Linked DNA regions of Sus scrofa: regions 2, 3 and 4 are each linked to region 1. The links are chromatin contacts, called in public Hi-C and HiChIP or PLAC-seq maps. All regions are on one chromosome and are shown on one strand. Each heading gives the region's core, a stretch centred on a gene start, on an enhancer-like site or on the middle of the called end of the contact. The rest is flanking DNA. Distances are from core to core; before and after follow the strand shown.

Region 1 (2,700 bases), core at 151-2,650:
TGGCATCATTCCAAGTAAAGCCACCCTGAGCTCCCTCACTAATAGTTATACCTCTTGGCTCCTCTCTGCGACCTAACCAAGCTAGTGAGCTGCTCCAGCCTCTGTCAAAGCCTCTGACTGCCTTATCAGTTAAACTACTCCTTCAACTCGCTCCTACTTCCTACCTGTAGCTGTCTTTAAACACAAACCAATCGAAGCACAAACAAGCTCTCCTCTTTCAATGATGGGTCCCTGGTGAACGCTGCAGCTCTGCTGCCCAGGTTCCCCAAGTAGCACAGAGCTCCGACAAATGTCCCGCTGGGACTCAGCAGCAGAAACACAGTGAAGAGACTCGGGAACTTAGACCTGAAAGCCCCTGGGGAGGGCCCCAGGCTCAGGGGTTTGGCGGCGGTATCTGCCCCAGGCGCTCAGGGGGCTGGAGGAAGTAGGGGGCGGAGGCCAGAGGGATCAGGCCAGGCCCAGGCGGTGCCCGCAGCCCTCTCCCGGATGCGGCGACGTTTCCCCTTTGTCGAAGTGTAACAAGTTAAACAAGGTTCCCCTCCTGCCATTGGCCCAGGCAGCCCTAGGCAGCCCCGGAGGATACACTGTTACCTCGGGTTGCCGGCTGGAAGCGAACGCTCTGTCAGTTCTCCGGGCTGGAGTGGCCCGAGGGCACTCGGGCCGGGGAGCCCGGTGCGCGCCCCACGAAAGCAGCCTACCCCTTCCCGGCTGGCCACTCCCGCCCGGGTCCCAGGCTCGCACTCACCGGCCACCTCGAGTCCGGGCTCATCGCCGGGGGCGCCCGCCGGGGCTCCGACCCCACTTGGGGAGGCCAGCGGGGAAAGACGGGCCGGGGAGGGGAAGCCCCAACTCCAGAGACTGCAGACCTCGCCACCCCGGCCCCCTGCCGCCCCACGCTCTGGTCCGGCTCCCTGGGATTCCCGCGCTGACCCCTGCCGCTCCCAGTCCCGCCGGCGCCCGGGTGTCTCAATTCCGGCGGCCGCCGCCCCTTTCGAGAACCCCTAGGTTGCCTGGCCTCGGGACCCGACGCTGCTGGAACAAAAGAGGTTCCCGGAGGCAACGCGGGGACGGCGGCAGCAGAGACGGTGGCGGCAAAGGCAGTGGCAGCGGCGGCGGCAGCAGCGGCGGCGACGGCGTCTGCGCAGGGTAAATGCGTAGCCGCGGCGCTGCCGACCTGCACTTTCGCCACAGATCCCCTCCCGCCCGCTGAGGCTCGAGAGGCCATTCTTTAGGATTCGGAAGGCCCCTGGATACCCCACAGTGCTCTTCTAGCACCTCCATCTTAGAGTTGAGTTTCTGGAGACTGAAATTGAAGTACTCGGGATCCGGATTGGTAGGGCCGTTTGTAGCGAATCTGCGGTCACGGACGGTGAGCGCGGGACTGGGCGTGAGGAGCCCGCCCTTCTCCCTTCCCCCTCCGCCTCCTGCCCCCCCGCCCCCTCCCCATCCCCTAGCCCTCCCTCCCTCCCTCCTGGCGCCGCGGCTGCGGTAGGGACCTGGCCTTGGTCTCCGAGGAAGGCGGCGAGGCGGGGCCGGAGCCACGGGGCGGGGCTGGGGGCAGGGCCAGGACCAAGAGGGACGCGGGCTGGAGCCTAAGGGGGACCTGGAGTTACGGGTGAGGGCGGGGCGGGGCTGGAAGAGGATAAACCAGTCTACGGGGCGGGGTTTGCGGGGAGTGGGCGGGGCCATCTGTAAAGCAGGCCCCAGTAAGGAGAATAGGGGTTGAACTGGGCGGGGGTTAAAGGGTGGGACTAAACAGAAGAGTGGGCCATAGGAAAGAAAGGGCGGGGTTTTGGATAGGCCTGAAACTTGGAGCTGGTTTAGGGAGAAAGAATAGAGCTGGGAAAAACGGAAGCGAGACTGAAGGGAATGGGCGGGGCTTGGAAAAGGTAAAGGGGCAGGGCTGGAGAAAAGGTGTGCATTTGAAAGTAGCAGCCAGATTGGGGCGGTGGAGAAGGCCGGTCGGGTGTGAAAGGGCTTTTGCACGGTATAATAGGATTCAGATGCTAGGAGCCCTGTAGCTTGATGGAGAAATGCTTCATGGCTACGGGTCGCCGGTTGGAAGATGGTGTCAAAACAGAGCTGGTTTGAATGTGACTGGGCCACTTAGCAGATATGTGAATTTGAGCAGGTTGTTAAATTCTTCTTACCTCATATTGCTTATTTGTAAAGCGGAGTGCCACAACTCTACTGGTCAGTTCCCGGGCGCTTCGGAGAACTTGGGTGCCAAGAAGAGTCCACTAGCTAAACAATACCTGGGCTGAGCCTCTCCAGTTTTGCCATCAAAGAGGAGAGTTAAAGGGTCTTCCAGGGTTCTGGGGCAAAGCCCAAATCATCTGGAAGGTTCTATTTTACCTTAATACAAACCTTGCATTCAATCCACTGTAAAGTATGTGTTTACATATTCAATATCTTCCCCCAAACATCCTCGTAAAATGGACACTTCACGAAAAGATTTGCTGGTTAAGATCTCGGGATCTGAAGTCAAACTGATGGGTTCTCTTCAGTAAATGACAAATTCTCTGAACCTCAGTTCCATGTGTATAATAGAGATAAAATAGTGCTTACCTCACAGGATTGTTGTGAGGATTGAATAATACGATGCTCGTAAATCACATAGCACAGTGGGATGTTTTTGGCCACACTGACATGTTGAAGTTCCCAGGCCAGGGATTGCACCTGCACCATAGCAGCTACCTA
Region 2 (2,700 bases), core at 55-2,554, 280 kb before region 1:
ACCATTGCCTATGAGCAATGCTCCCCAACTTGAAGAGCTAAAGAGTCACAGACTAAGAGAAAAGCAACCGAGTATGGAGAGAGCAGTGCTGGGGTGACCTCCCTTCCACACTTCCCATCACTCTCACAAGGCATGGGAGAAGGAGACCACCACTGGGTTACCTGCAAGTCCCGGTTTTTGAGATTGCCCAGCCAGAAAGCCTCTCTGCAACTGTTGAGGGTAAGCATAGCTTTCACTCTGCAGACTAACAGCTCCAGGGTCTTTTTGAGCAAAGGCACATGTTTGGTGAGTTTTGTGTCCTGGTGAATCTGAATGAAAACAAACACACCCAACTCATTTGGATTTATCATCATGCTTTCACATCTCCAATATAGCGACTCTTGAATTCCTGACACTTGAACATTGAACAAGAGCATAGGCCAGAGACATGTTTCATCAAATAGCAGAAGCTTTGCAGAATATTCTGAAGAGAATGGCAGCTGTCCTTCAAGCTAAAAGAGCCTAGAAGACACACCACCGACACCTCTCATTTCCTCAAAACATCTTATTGACCAATTATCAATTACCTTACCTAAAAAAAAAAAATTCCTTTTTTTTTTTCAGGGCCACATCTGTAGCATAAGGAAGTGCCTGGGCTAGAGGTCGAATCAGAGATGCAGCTGCCAGCCTACACCACAGCCATGTGGCATCCAAGCCACATCTGCGACCTATGCTGCAGATTGTGGCAACACTGGACCCTTAACCTATTGAGAGAGGCCTGTGATTGAACCCACATCCTCATGGATACTAGTCAGGTTCTTAATCTGCTAAGCCACGATGGGAATTCCAATTTACCTAAAATATGCCTGAACATATATGATAGTAAACAACAGACAGTATCCTTTTTTAGCTGAGAGGCCTTAAAATTCCACCATTCAACATCTTGAGAAGTCAGAACCAGGGGAGGAAGTGCACAACAGGAACTGGGTGGGAGGACCACGGGTTTGCCAGTGACTATAGAACTCCATGGTTCTGTGTTTCCTCAGATAAAAAGTGACAATGGTTCAGTGGTAGGCTTCAAATCGAAAAGTCCTTGAAAGCTAAAATGTTCTCATAGGAGACAGATGTGTTCCTTGGCAAGTGAACAGTACAGATGAACAGCCCTAAACACAGCTGCTTTTGGAACTACCTCTTTATTTCCAGAAGAGTCATCACTGACATAACATTCCTCCTGCCCAGAGCGCTTTGTAGCCATTACACACCCACCAACATTCTCTCTCTCTCACCAAAGAAGACCTTCTAGAGGAAATAGGGCTACGGAGCGTGAATCAAATTTCAGATGCAGAAATTCCCCTCTAGTTGATTGCCCAATCTCAGCCAGCAACTGGGACTGACAATGCTGAATAAACTTCCTTTGGACAGACACAGTCCCAGAAATAAAGGGGGTGAAAAAGGAAGAAGGAGCTGCTGGAACCCATGGATCTCTAAATGGCAATGGCAGATTAAGCCCATGATGACCTGCTCTCCCTCTTACCTTGGAATGCCCACACAGGTGATGAAGCAATCTCGTGTTCAACTGGAAGGTTTCCAATAAACTCAGAACATCTTCCTAGAACCAACAACATGCATCAGTGCCAAATGAACTTTTTTTTTTTTTTTTTTTTTTTTTTTTGCTTTTTAGAGCCACACCTGTGGCATATGGAAGTTCCCAGGCTAAGGGTCGAATCAGAGCTACAGCTGCTGGCCTACACCACAGCCACAGCAACACAGAATCCGAGCCAAGTCTGTGACCTATACCACAACTCATGGCAATGCCGGTTCCTTAACCCACTGAGCAAGGCCAGGGATCGAACTTGCATCCTCATGGATGCTAATCAGATTCGTTAACCACAGAGCCACGACGGGAACACCATCATTTCATTTTAAGTGCAAGAAATTCTTTCAGTTAAGGGTTCCAAAGAATCCTGCAGGTTCCAGCCACATATGGATAATCACCTTTCCTTTATTAAATTTACTTACAATGTAAGTTTCAGGTGTACAACACAGCGATTCACAATTTTTACAGATGGTACTGGATAATTATCTTAATTTGCCCCTCAAACAGGAGGAGTGCTTGCTGGCCATCCTCTCCTTTCCCTTTCTGAGCTATAAGGGACCAGCCAAATATTGTTTTTTTACAAAGTTCAATTTGCTAAATATGTGTGAGAGATTGTCATCTCTGTTTCTATCCTTATTTCACTACTCTAGCCCTGGGTCCTACTCAGCTAAAAAAACTCTTTAAGATTGTCTTTTATAATGGCAAAGTTTACAACAAAAGTGAGTTTGGTTTTTTCCCCCCTAAATTCTTGAGACCAGACCTAGAGAAGCACATGGGAATAAGCAAATGACCCCCTAATATGTGAGGTCCTGGGAGTGCAGTAGCACAATAAACTCAAGCTAAAAGGAACAGCCATCCTCAGATGTGGAGGAGAAGCAGGAAGGTGGAATATTCAGTTCTCTGTGGGCATCTCTGGGGATGGCTGAAGTGACCAGAGGTGCCTAAGTAGATCTGTGACTCAGAACCTGGGCAAGGGGACTGCTCCCATGCCAGCCCAGAAGTCTCCATGGACACATCCTCTGAACAACTGTACAGAGCAAGTCTTTGCTGCTGCTCAGTTCTTACCCGGTGCTTTCTAAAACTGAAGTCTAGGAGCGGCATACACTGCTTCAGAAATGCTTCCA
Region 3 (2,700 bases), core at 188-2,687, 260 kb after region 1:
GGTGGTGAACACATTGCACAAGTAACATGAGAAAGCAGAAAATGCAGGTCATACACGCACCCCTGACCCAGACCAGCAGAGCTGGCTGCAGCATCAATATCCAAGGGAAAGACCAGTTATTCCCAAGAAGTGAGACAAGCAAAGAGCTCTATAGAATAAATTAGCATAGAAGGGGCTTTCCCAACAGTTAAACTTTCCCTGTCACGCGATTCACCTACTTAAAAACCAGGGCTTTTTCTCACCACCATTCACTTCGCATCCCTGGCTTCCACGCAGAGGGAAAGGCAATTAATAGAGGCTACATTTTTCTGCCTTTAAAGATATTCTCAAATGATCTCTCTCCACGCCCAAGACAGGGAAAACGACACAATCTGGCTCAACTCCAAGCTAGAACCCTACAAATTCAGTGGGGCCATTTCAGAGATACTGGGGCATACGCCACTGAGAGCCCAAGAATGTGAGGTGGGGGTGGCGAAGCCCAACGTCTTTAGTGTGGGAAAGGAAGCAATCATCTGCAATAGGGACCCTAGGACGAGAGGAAAAGCGTCCAGGAACATTCTTGGAGGGGGGAGATCGAGGGCCCCAGAGCGACCAGAGTTGTCACAAGGCCGCGCGAACGGGGGTGGGGGTGGGGTTTGGGGAGGGGAAAAAAAAGTGTGCTGTGTATTTTGAGGAGGGCGGCGAGAGGCCTATTCTCAAGTAAAAGGTAAACGTGGAGTAGGCAGTTCACAGGAAAAGGGGTGAAGAGGCGTGGGGGGAGGGGAAACGTCCTGACCCAGGAAAGACATGAAAAGGGTAGTGGGGTCGACTAGATTAAGGAGGGGGCCTCTCCGCCTGGGAAAGAGGGGTACAGTGGTGTGGGGGGGCGAGGGGGGATGGGAAGGGGCAGCATCCTCCTGCTGAGAGCCGGGGGAGGGCCAGGCCCACGTCCCGAGAGCAAGCGCGAGGAGACGGAGGAGGTGACCCTTCCCTCCCCCGGGGCCCGGTGGTGAGGGGAGGTCTCTCTTTTCTGTCGCACCCTTACCTTGTCCCAGGCCTGGGCCCGGGCTGCGGCGCACGGCACTCCCGGTAGGCAGCAGGACTCGAGTTAGGCCCAGCGCGGCGCCACGGCGTTTCCTGGCCGGGAATGGCCCGTGCCCGTGAGGTGGGGGTGGGGGGCAAAAAGGCGGAGCGAGCCAAAGGCGGTGAGGGGGAGGGCCAGGGAAGGAGGGGGGGGCCGGCACTACTGTGTTGGCGGACTGGCGGGACTGGGGCTGCGTGAGTCTCTGAGCGCAGGCGGGCGGCGGCCGCCCCTCCCCCGGCGGCGGCGGCGGCGGCGGCGGCGGCGGCAGCAGCTCACTCAGCCCGCTGCCCGAGCGGAAACGCCACTGACCGCACGGGGATTCCCAGCGCCGGCGCCAGGGGCACCCGGGACACGCCCCCTCCCGCCGCGCCATTGGCCCCTCCGCCCACCGTCTCGCACCCATTGGCCAGCTCCCCGCCAATCAGCGGAAGCCGCCGGGGCCGCCTAGAGAAGAGGCTGTGCTCTGGGGCTCCGGCTCCTCAGAGAGCCTCGGCTAGGTAGGGGAGCGGGACTCTGGTTTGGGGGAGGGCCGGCGGTTTGGCGGGGGATGGGTGCTTGAGGTGGTCTGACCGGTAGCGGGGGTCGCCTTCCCTAGCGGGAAGTCGGGAGCATATCGTTTGTTACGCTGGAAGGGGAAGAGGTGGTGAGAGGCAGGCGGGAGTGCGGCCCGCCCTGCGGCAACCGGAGGGGGAGGGAGAAGGGAGCGGAAAAGCCTGGAATACGGACGGAGCCATTGCTCCCGCAGAGGGAGGAGCGCTTCCTGCTCTTCTCTTGTCACTGATTGGCCGCTTCTCCTCCCGCCGTGTGTGAAAACACAAATGGCGTGTTTTGGTTGGAGTAAAGCTCCTGTCAGTTACAGCCTCGGGAGTGCGCAGCCTCCCAGGAACTCTCGCATTGCCCCCTGGGTGGGTAGGTAGGTGGGGTGGAGAGAGCTGCACAGGCGGGCGCTGTCGGCCTCCTGCGGGGGGAGGGGAGGGTCAGTGAAAGTGGCTCCCGCGCGGGCGTCCTGCCACCCTCCCCTCCGGGGGAGTCGGTTTACCCGCCGCCTGCTCGGCTTTGGTATCTGATTGGCTGCTGAAGTCCTGGGAACGGCCCCTTGTTATTGGCTTGGGTCCCAAATGAGCGAAACCACTACGCGAGTCGGCAGGGAGGCGGTCTTTGGTACGGCCCTCCCCGAGGCCAGCGCCGCAGTGTCTGGCCCCTCGCCCCTGCGCAACGTGGCAGGAAGCGCGCGCAGGAGGCGGGGGCGGGCTGCCGGGCCGAGGCTTCTGGGTGGTGGTGACTGCGGCTCCGCCCTGGGCGTCCGCCGCCTGAAGGACGAGACTAGCTCTCTACCTGCTCTCGGACCCGTGGGGGTGGGGGGTGGAGGAAGGAGTGGGGGGTCGGTCCTGCTGGCTTGTGGGTGGGAGGCGCATGTTCTCCAAAAACCCGCGCGAGCTGCAATCCTGAGGGAGCTGCAGTGGAGGAGGCGGAGAGAAGGCCGCACCCTTCTCCGCAGGGGGAGGGGAGTGCCGCAATACCTTTATGGGAGTTCTCTGCTGCCTCCTTTTCCTAAGGACCGCCCTGGGCCTAGAAAAATCCCTCCCTCCCCCGCGATCTCGTCATCGCCTCCATGTCAGTTTGCTCCTTCTCGATTA
Region 4 (2,700 bases), core at 89-2,588, 300 kb after region 1:
CAAATAACATTCAGTCCCCGCCATTAAGGAGCGCACAATCAGTGATACGACTTCTATCTTCCAAATAAGGCAGATGAAGCTCACGGAAAGACCTACCAAGATCAGAGAGCTAACCAGTAGCGCCGGCTGGAATGAAACCCACGTTTCCCGACACCCACCCCCAGGGCCCAAATCACAGGAAACCCGGGGAGCTGATGAAACCCAGTAAAAGGGAGTGAGAAGGGCTCCGCCGTGGATCGGGCTGAAGTGCACCCGTCGACAGCCAGGGTCTCAAGAGGACGGTTGACTCTCCCTCCCAAGGGTCATTGGTACCCTACCCGGCCACTCCCACCCACCGCCCGTTTACCAGCCGCCTGCGCTGACCCTTCCGGCTCCGGGACCACGCTGCCCGACGCGCTCAGGTCACGCCGCCGGAAACTGCCTCGGCGCCCCGGAAACGGAAGTCGAGTGGCACGGCCATAGCGGCACCAACCTGGGGGCGGGCTCTGGTGCACGTCGGGAGGAAGAGCGTTTGTTTGCAGGGTGGACTTCGGTAGGTGGTGGTCCGCTCCTGCAGTTGCGGGCAGGACTCCCTGCAGGCAGAATCTGGAACGCCGTTGGCCTCGTCGTCAGTTGTGGTAGTGGTCGATGTTAGTGTTTATCCCGCTGGTTCCGAGTAAGCGCTTCACACACGTAAATTCATTTGTTCCAGCAACTTTCAAGCAGGGGCCACTCTGTTTTAAAGCCGGCGAACCTGAGTCTCACAGAGGCTAAATGTTTTGCCCCCAAAGTAACATGTTACCTAACGTATGTTACTATTGTTTACTTAGTATTTTTCTTTAAATACTTGAGGAAGGTTAACTGCCAAGAATTTTAAAAGAGAATTTTATTTAAGCCAAACTGAGGATTATAACCCTGGAAGGAGATTTCTCTGAAAACCCTGAGAATCGTTTTGCCTCGGAAGGCATAGCCATATACGTTTTTTGTCTTGTTTTTGTTTGTCTTTTTTGGGGCCGTACCCACCGGCATATGGAAGTTCCCAGGCTGGGGATGGAATTGGAGCTACAGCTGCCGGCCTACACCACAGCCACAGCAACGCCAGATGCAAGTTGAGTCCTCAACCTGCACCACAGTTTATGGCAGCATCGGATCCTTAACCCACAGAGCGAGGCCGGAAATTGAACCTGAGTCTTCGTGGATACTAGTCGGGATCTTTAACCACTCAGTCACGATGGGGTGGGGGGAGTCTTGTCATATATATTTTTTAGACAAGGAATCATACATCAAAATGACATACTGATATTTTTTATAAAGTTCACCAAGGATACATAGTCCAGGTAAGCAACAAGTCACCATAACCTCTTTCAGAGATGAGAAAGTACACTATTCTTTTAAGAAGTTACATTGCTGGGGTTAGAAGAAAAAAAAAATTGATCTTTGCTGTAAGCAGGCACTTCCATCTTTGAGTAGCTCTGGTTAATGTGTAAAGCACATGAGCGAGGGAGGAGGCCAAACAGAATTTTGCCTTTAATTTTTTCCTTGTCCTGCCTTAAAATATAAATTTTATTTCGTCATACATATCTTCAACTTAAATGATTTTAGAAGGGCATTTTTACAGTTCAACAATGTAAAGATAACCCAGTTTAAAAATGGGCAGAGGCTTGAATATTTCTCTAAAGATGATACACATATGGTAAATAATCACGTGGAACGATGATCAATATCACTAGTAATTAGGAAAATGCAAAGTAAAGCTACGGTAAAATACCTATTTGGTTAAAAGTTTTTTTCTTTTCTTTCTTTTTTTTGTGGTCTTTTTAGGGCCATACCTGTGGTGCATGGAGGTTCCCAGGCTAGGGTTCAAATCAGAGCTGTAGTCCCTGGTCTACACCACAGTCACAGCAATGCCAGATCTGAGCCTCACCTGCCACCTACACCACAATTCATGGCAATGCTGGGTCCTTAACCCACTGAGTGAGGCCAGGGATTGAACCCATCTCCTCATGGATACTAGTCAGATTTGTTTCTGCTAAGCCACAACAGGAACTCCTAAAAGTTTTTTTCAAAATAGGCAGTTCCAAGTTTCAGTAAGAATGTGGTGGATTGGAGCACTTAGGCATTGCCGGTGGGAATGAAAAATGGTACAGCCACTTTGGAGAACAGTTTGTACTTCCCTCAAAAAAGTTAAAGAGTATTGTCGAGAAAAAAAAAAAAAAAAAAAAAAAAGGAGTTCCCGTCGTGGCGCAGTGGTTAACGAATCCGACTAGGAACCATGAGGTTTCGGGTTTGGTCCCTGCCCTTGCTCAGTGGGTTAACGATCCGGCGTTGCCCTGAGCTGTGGTGTAGGTTGCAGACGCGGCTTGGATCCTGTGTTGCTGTGGCTCTGGCATAGGCTGGGGGCTACAGCTCCGATTCGACCCCTAGCCTGGGAAGCTCCATATGCCGCGGGAGTGGCCCAAAGAAATAGCAAAAAGACAAAAAAAAAAAAAAAAAAAATAGTATTGTCATATGACTCAGCATTTCTCCTGGTAGGTATACCCAAGAGAACTGAAAGCAGATGTTCAAACAAAAACTTAGACATGAATGTGCCCAGCAGCATTGAGCATTGGAAATAATCCTAATGTCCTTAGCTGATGAATAGATAAACAAAAGTGGTATATCCACCACACAATCATACAATACAGTATTATTTGGTCATTAAAAAAGTGAAGTACTGAAGCA

What was found. A called contact is a pair of places that touch in the nucleus more often than the background predicts. HiChIP or PLAC-seq counts read pairs in DNA pulled down with a chosen protein or histone mark.
Region 2: a contact with region 1 is called in an H3K27ac HiChIP or PLAC-seq map of alveolar macrophages. The contact joins the enhancer-like site here to the promoter of BRPF1 in region 1. A contact is called at or near these places in 1 of 5 promoter capture datasets (fetal liver), 1 of 47 Hi-C or Micro-C datasets (heart right ventricle) and 1 of 2 datasets of contacts at active chromatin or transcription factors (alveolar macrophages).
Region 3: a contact with region 1 is called in an H3K27ac HiChIP or PLAC-seq map of alveolar macrophages. The contact joins the promoter of SRGAP3 here to the promoter of BRPF1 in region 1. A contact is called at or near these places in 1 of 5 promoter capture datasets (fetal liver), 1 of 47 Hi-C or Micro-C datasets (skeletal muscle) and 1 of 2 datasets of contacts at active chromatin or transcription factors (alveolar macrophages).
Region 4: a Hi-C map of liver shows a contact between it and region 1, with 5 times the contacts expected there. The contact joins the promoter of THUMPD3 here to the promoter of BRPF1 in region 1. A contact is called at or near these places in 4 of 47 Hi-C or Micro-C datasets (fetal skeletal muscle, heart right ventricle, liver and 1 more).

Annotation. Positions count from the first base shown.
Region 1 is chr13:66,019,747-66,022,446 of Sscrofa11.1, reverse strand. It overlaps BRPF1 (peregrin), which reads right to left and starts at 1,400. Exons shown (of 12, transcript XM_021069303.1): 1 at 746-1,400.
Region 2 is chr13:66,301,790-66,304,489 of Sscrofa11.1, reverse strand. FANCD2 (Fanconi anemia group D2 protein) reads right to left here. Exons shown (of 44, transcript XM_021069313.1): 40 at 2,642-2,700; 41 at 1,514-1,588; 42 at 162-308. Among named protein-coding and RNA genes, the nearest start is that of FANCD2OS, 9.8 kb to the left of the region's middle. Within about 2 kb of position 1,304, at least 9 of the 83 cell types and tissues checked have an H3K27ac peak or open chromatin away from gene starts, as enhancers often do. A contact at or near this core is called in alveolar macrophages, where this site is marked.
Region 3 is chr13:65,758,629-65,761,328 of Sscrofa11.1, reverse strand. SRGAP3 (SLIT-ROBO Rho GTPase-activating protein 3) reads left to right here and starts at 1,437. Exons shown (of 25, transcript XM_021071097.1): 1 at 1,437-1,560. SETD5 (SET domain-containing protein 5) reads right to left here and starts at 1,356. Exons shown (of 25, transcript XM_013981946.2): 1 at 1,025-1,356.
Region 4 is chr13:65,719,194-65,721,893 of Sscrofa11.1, reverse strand. THUMPD3 (THUMP domain-containing protein 3) reads right to left here and starts at 1,338. Exons shown (of 11, transcript XR_002338099.1): 1 at 347-1,338. The region is part of intron 1 of SRGAP3 (SLIT-ROBO Rho GTPase-activating protein 3); the gene reads left to right.